Regions from separate parts of the Zea mays genome. Here region 2 is linked to region 1. A link is a contact called in public Hi-C data. All regions are on one chromosome and are shown on one strand. The core of a region is the stretch at or near the end of the contact, and the rest is flanking DNA. Distances in the headings are between cores, read along the strand shown. Region 1 holds the start of LOC100272504. Region 2 holds the start of LOC100285896 (IQ calmodulin-binding motif family protein).

Evidence for each region. A called contact is a pair of places that touch in the nucleus more often than the background predicts.
Region 2: a Hi-C map of leaf mesophyll shows a contact between it and region 1, with 2.5 times the contacts expected there. The contact joins the promoter of LOC100285896 here to the promoter of LOC100272504 in region 1. A contact is called at or near these places in 5 of 25 Hi-C or Micro-C datasets (bundle sheath, ear, leaf and 2 more).

What each region holds. Positions count from the first base shown.
Region 1 is chr6:171,642,574-171,646,052 of Zm-B73-REFERENCE-NAM-5.0, reverse strand. LOC100272504 reads right to left here and starts at 2,173. Exons shown (of 7, transcript NM_001359727.1): 1 at 1,811-2,173; 2 at 96-500. The coding sequence starts at 483.
Region 2 is chr6:171,800,324-171,803,582 of Zm-B73-REFERENCE-NAM-5.0, reverse strand. LOC100285896 (IQ calmodulin-binding motif family protein) reads right to left here and starts at 1,574. Exons shown (of 3, transcript NM_001158785.2): 1 at 1,161-1,574; 2 at 435-593; 3 at 1-356. The coding sequence starts at 1,472.

The DNA.
Region 1 (3,479 bases), core at 924-3,423:
AAAATGTCAGAAACTAATAAACGGGATTCCTGCAGCTCGGTGAACTCACTAATGGGCTGCAGGTGCATATTCCAATTCCCTTTGCACTTACATACCTTGTGCTTTGGCACCAACGGTTGCCAAGAACCCTCTCTTTGCCCAGGTGGCAGCAGTAGCACTAGCACCAGCGCTGGCGGCGAGCTTCGGATGCGACGGGAAGCAACCAGAGCCGAGGGAGAGCGCCGTGCAGGTCCCCTTCTCTCCCGGCGGCGGCGGCGTTCTCTCGTCGTCTTGGGCTCCGGGGAGGCAGAGCCTCAGCTCAAGCTTGGAGTAGTCGTCCTCCTCGGGGTGGTCTGGGCTTGCGGCCGTTGCTGTTGCTGATGTCGACCCCGCTCCTCCGTCTTCCACTACCTCTCTGGTCACCGTCCATTCTCTCTCGTCTCGGATGAGGTTTAGCAGCTGCGGGGTGGAAGGAGGACCCCTCTCTCCGGAGCTGTCCTCCATGGGACTTAATTGGTCTTCTAGGAGAGGCAGGAGAAAGCAAAGGGTTTAGCCGAGTCTAGTTCGGCAAGGCTTCAACGTCACTGAAAGCCCTACGGCATATATGGAAACGTTGGAAGAATAGCTGGTAGGAATACAAGCTCTACTACTGGGTAGTGACTATAGGTGTACATTCGGGCCGCCCGGCCCGGCCCGGCCCAAGCCCGAAAAGGCCCGTATTGTTTGAATTTCGGGCCGGCCCGGCCTGTTTGAATTTCGGGCCGTGCCGGGCCGGCCCATGGGCCTCGCCCTCGGCCCACGGCCCGGCCCGTAATTGCTTAAACGTGTCGGGCTTATTTCGGGCGGCCCGAAATTATAAAAGCCCGAAATTCAATTTTTGGCCCGAAATTCACATTAGGGCCCGAAATTCAGTTTTTGGCCCAAAATTCAGTTTTTGGCCCGAAATTCACATTAGAGCCCTAAATTCAAAAAAATAATAAAACAAATAAAAGATAAGACAAATAAATTTGAACAAAATTAAACTTAATATTTGTATTAAAGTTACCACAGCTATGCAATGACTACCTCGTTTATAAATCATTTTGTTAGAAGAAAAAAGAGTATAATCAGCTCTATACAAAGTTCGTAAGTTTAGTTTATTGTCTAATGTTCATAACAAAAGTAAAATTACATCACACACTCTAATTCAAAGATACAAAAAAACATCTAACTAGCATTATCTCTAGCTTTGTGTTTTTTTATCAAGTATATGAAAGTGTGGAATGAAGTGTGTTTTGATAAATATATGGGCCTTTTCGTGCCTCTATATGGGCCTTTTCGTGCCTGCCTTAAACGGGCCGTGCTCGTGCCCGCCCATGGGCCATGACCTCGGCCCAAACCCGGCCCGATATAACGGGCCGTGCTGGCCCGGCACTAAATTATTTCGGGCCGTGCCGTGCCTGAGCCGTGCTTTTTTTTCCGTGCTTCGGGCCGGCCCATCAGGCCCGGCCCAAATGTACACCTATAGTAGTGACTGAGGAACTAAAGTTTTCACACTCAACTTCGGACGGAGAAAACTGTCAAACTAGGCTACTAGACTACTAGAGGATGCATGGGAGAGACGAGAGAGAGAGAGAGAGTCGATGCTGAAGTAGGTCAGGTGTTCAGGATTCGAGGCTAAACGATGACAACAACAAAGTCACTTCAAACGCCCAATCGTGAGTGATCTCTCAGCATACCGATGATTGATCCAGCCAAGGCGACAACAAGGGTAGCCTCTCTCTAGTTCGTAGTACTTAGCAGCACAACAACAACAGAGTTCAGCGGATGCAGGAGCAAAGAATTAACTCACCTCTGACCAGGTGCAGTGACAAACCAGCTAGCCGAGGAGAACTCTTGACGAGAACACTGGCGAGGAATGCCCTCGCCTAGCTAGCCAGGCCAGCTGAAGAAGGCAAGCAAAGCAAACGAGGGAGGGAGCGCTGCAGCTATGAGCTATATATCTGTGTGGCAGAAAGAAGAAGTGCCGCCTGCCTGGCCTTTCTTTTGTACTACTACCAGTACCAGTCCAGCGGCGAGAAGTGCGAGATGCCTGCCCCGAGTTGGCGCCGTCCCTTCTTAGCGTAGGCGTAGGGTGTGTATCCTCTCCTTTCAATCCCGCGCTTTTCCGCGCTACCTGTTTCTCGGCACTACTGCACTGCTGGTCTGCTGCTGAGTGCTGCAGCTGGGCCACTGGCGCATCGCATCGCATCGCATCACAGGTTCAGAGGCAACGGCGGCGTCGCGTTGCGTGTGGGCGGCGTGGGATGGATGATTGGGGGTCGGAGCCGTGGGGGGCCTAAGCGGGGTCCGGCCCAGGCGAGAGCCGAGCCGGCCGCCGGAGGGAGCGGCGAGTGCGGTGAGGTGACGCGATGTCGATGTCGATGGGATGGATGCTGCGTGTAGCTGGTGGTGTCGGGGGGTTGGGTGATGTGATGCGATGGTTCTTGTTGCCTGGCTTCAGGCTTCAGCAAGCCGGTGGGGGGACCACTGTCGGCGTTCTTGTTGGCTTCTGCAACCCTGACCCATGCCATGCCGTTGAAAGATACAGTACAGTATGTTCGTGCTCAGCTATATGCCCCGGTTCCTTCAATTATCGAGAAAGGTCCATGCGCGCAGCTCAGGCGGTCCCTTTTCAACGCTACGCTACGCTACGACAAGATTTTATCTAAGCATGGCGGTTCTTGCTTGCTGCTCATAGGCTCCTCGCAAGCATGAAGCATCCTTTCTCGGACCATGCTGGTGTTGCAGGCCTGGTGTGGTATATGGTAGCCGCAACTGGAGCTAGGGGGCCGCACGCACTTTCCCGTGCCCATGCATGACCAAACTCAAAAAGGAAGCAGAAAGAGCAGCCAGCCACATCTGGTAGCGGCGGAGTGAGGTGTGGCCGTGGGCCTCTCCATCGGCTGGCAGACGGCAGCAGCCATTCTGTTTCCGCGCCGCCGCGTGAGAGAGGAGAGTGGACTTCTCGGCGTGCGTTAGCCGCACCCGCACACACACACACACACACAAGTGGCTGTGCTGTGCGTGGTCACCTCACACCGGCTGCGCCGGGTGGTGGTGGTCCAGACTAGCTACGTACACCTCCCGGCTCTCGCGAAGCTCGAGCTCGTGCCATGTGCCGTTCGCAGGCGCGCGTGGCCGGAGACGCGGCGCGCGCGCGCGCACGCGCGACGCCGGCCGGCCGCACCACGACAAGTGCCCTGCAGCTGTGTGTGCGCGGCCGGCGCATGGTCAGTTTCGTGCGGCGCCATCCTGCTGCTGCAGAGAGAGCCTCGAGCACATCGTGGGGCCTTTAGGGCTGGGTTGGGTTGGGTTTTGGTGGGACGAATCACGCGGCAAAATACCCCCGCGCGATAAACTTCAATGCGAATACGGTTACAACACACACGTTAGTAATTGTTACCGTACGCTCCTACATTTTTTAACAAGATTTTAACAATATAAGACTACCTCCAGCAAGGGTCTGTATATAGTCCTGT
Region 2 (3,259 bases), core at 325-2,824, 160 kb before region 1:
GCCGCGCGCTTCGCCGGCGAGCCGAGGTAGCCCGCGAACGCGCCGAGGCGGGGCGTGTTGTGCGTCGTCTTGGGGTGCGGAGGCGGAGGCGGAGGCGGGGGCTCGAGCTCTCGCCCCTGGAGACACCACGCCGGCTCGTGGCAGCGCAGGAGGAGCGGTGAGTCGCCCGCCGGGTCGCCGCCGGCGGACCGGCTCGTGATCCGGGACGACCGGCAGCGGAGCTCGCACGTGTCCATCTCCACGATCCTCGGGCTGCGGTCGAAGCCGCCAGCGGCGTCCCCGCCGTCGGACAGCCGCCGGCGGTGCACCGCAGCAGCAGGCACGGCCAGTGGCCTCACCCGCGCAACGATACGCTCCTGTGCGTGCAAAATGCAGAAGTGAAGAAAAATTAAAATCTAAAACGTGATTGGTTTAGTGCTCATCAATGTCCTCACTTGTTCAGTGGATCTCCGGGACGCCGCCGTGTTGGCCTGGAGCCGCATGAGGGCCTGCAGCCTGCGCAGCGTCATGGCCGTCTGCTTCCTCACGAGGTAGCCTCGCACCAGGGCTTGCAGCTTCACGAGCGACTTGAGGGCGCGGAGCGCCTTCCGAGCCTTGCGTTGCGAAACAAATTCAAAATTTTAACAGTCACATCACGTCGGAGCGCCGCAGGTCTCGCATGGGAAACCGAAAAGAATTGCGCATCAAACAGCTGGGGGTGACGACTAGGTGCGTCACGCTGCGCGGTTCACGAAGCACTCTACCAATTAACAAAAAGGAAGGGATTGATTAAACAAACGAGCAGTGGCTAAACGGCTCGACGGAAAGAAACACCAGCAAGCAGCTACTCCGTATGGGTTTGCAGCGGCTAGACAAGTCAAATGTGTCTTGCCCAATGCGAATGCAAAAAGAATCTGCGAAATTCATGCGCATCTGTTTCACCCGTAATCCGTTCATTATCTTGGAACTGGAAAACTGGACCGACAGAGAGCAAAGGAATGGCCAAAACCACCTAAAATCTTCGGCTGAGCAGTGCTCCTCCATACGTAGCAGAACCATTTCGATTTCGTTTTTGTGAGTGAAACAAACAAACAAACAAAAAAAGCCTGCAACGAATCATGAACGGAAAGAAAGAAAGAATGCATTTCTTGTAGGGGCAATACTACGACGGATGAACTCACCAAGTAGCCTCTGAAGGCCTTCTGGATGACGGCGGCGGCCTCCACCTCGCGCTCAAGGCCGCAGCTGCACGGGCGCACCTGCGACAGCTCCCCGGCGGCGACGGAGGGCCTCCGGGCGGAGCCAGACACGCTGCTCCTCGGCTTGGCGAAGCTCCACCGCCTCTTCTCCGATGCCGGCGGGCCCAGCCCGTGGTCACCGCCACCGCCGGCGCCGGCGCACGCGGCATCGCGCGCCTTGCGAACCCCGTCCGACGCTTCCTTCTTGCTGCTGCCGGTGAGCACCTTCTTGAGCCACCTCATCGCGCGCCCCATGGCGGCCGGCGTGGCTTGGTGCTGGTAGCTGCAGCAGCGGGGGAATGCGTGAAAAGGCGAAGCGAGGGCGTTGGATGGACGCGGGAAACCCGGAAAGGAAGTGGTTGGGAAGCAACGAGCCTACAGAAACACAAGTACTCCTACAGCGGGGGGGGGGGGGGGGGGGGGGGGGGGGGGGGGGAGTGGGGGAACTCGCGGAGATCAACCCGGGATTTCTTTGAAAGCTACACTGCGCAGATGCAGACGAGCAAAAGGTGGTTGGTCGACGAAACAAAATATTTTGAAACCTGTAGTAGCGCTAGCGCAGCAGGACAGGAAACTTGAACGAACAAGGCAGGGGAAGAAGCTTCAGCGGAAGAGAAAGGGCAGAATCTTTTACAGAGGCCTGTAGGCTGTAGCCAAGAAACATGGGAGCGAAGGAAAGAGGTCTCACAGAGGCCGGCAGAGTTGAATGCAGAAGCGTAGCCGCCAAGGGAGAAGAACGAGTGGGTAGTACAGTAGTGGCAGCAGGGAACCACAGCCTACAGACTCGATCAGAGTGGCCAGTGCTCAGGGGAGGCCGGCCGGGAGGGGAGGGAGGGAACTAGGGAAAATGGAAGCAAGGAAGGAAAAGGGCGGTGAAGAGGAAGCCGTTTTCACGAGCAGCCAACCACCACCGACCAAGACGAGCAGAGGAAACCCACTGTAGTAGTAGCAGTAGCAGGCGGGCAGAGCGATGACGGCGGCGCGAAGCGTGTTGTCGATGGGTTTTCTCACGACGCAACTGGGCGCAGCGGCGGGGGAAACGTGGGAGGAGAAGATTCTGCCTATAGCTGCCTAGAACCGTCCGAGCGCAAGGCAACAAGGCCGGCGAGAGAGGCCACCGGCCTGGGCCAGGAACAGGGCCCAAAAACACACGCGGCAGGATGAGGACGAACCCGCAATCATTCGCACCTCAAAAGAGTCGAGGCGGCGAGGCGAGGCGATCGCCGCGAGCGGCCGAGGGCCGGCGGCGCCCACCCCGGACGCGGCGGCTTTTGCGGATGGCTGGCTGGCTGGCCGCCGCGGCCGCGTCCGGCCAAGATCCGATCCGGCAAACGCGTTTTCTTTCTGGGAGGCCACGACGCCGATCGACTGGCTTCGTGGGTGCTGCTGGGTAGCCTAGCCCCCTTATCTGCACAATGAGCTCTCTCTGCGTGCGGCGGCAGCACAGTGCGATGGACCACGCTGCTGGAAGAACTGGGAACTATAGATAAGAAGAGGTAGTTAAGCAACTGCAGCGCAGAGGTACGGGAACCCCTCGAGTTACTGCATGCCCATAAATGCCTCGTGGTACATGAACATTGCTGGGAAAGCCTACTAGTACGCGTGATCAGCTATAATGGCTGCCTGTGTCCATCCATCCATCACCCTCACCGGACGCGAAAGCGATGGCTCTCCTCCTCCGTTCGGTAGCACTAGCACTAGCACCGCCACGACACACGCAGGGACACTCATCACTGAACCAGCAGGCTTATCATGCGGAGTACTGGTAGCCGACTCGCAGTACTACGTGATGCTTGCTTGCCGACGGCGATAGTTTTTATCGTCTCCGGATTCACCTAAAGCAGCTAGCTGTACAAATTAGTCATACGATTTAGATCTATCAAATATAAATTAATAAACACAGATTTTGTAGTTCAACGGACCAAGGGCATGTTTGGTTCGTTACCTCAATTGCCACACTTTGCCTAACTTTTCTGTTTAAGGTTAGTTATTCAATTCGAATGACTAACTTTATGCAAAGAGTGGCATATTTAGCCACAAAC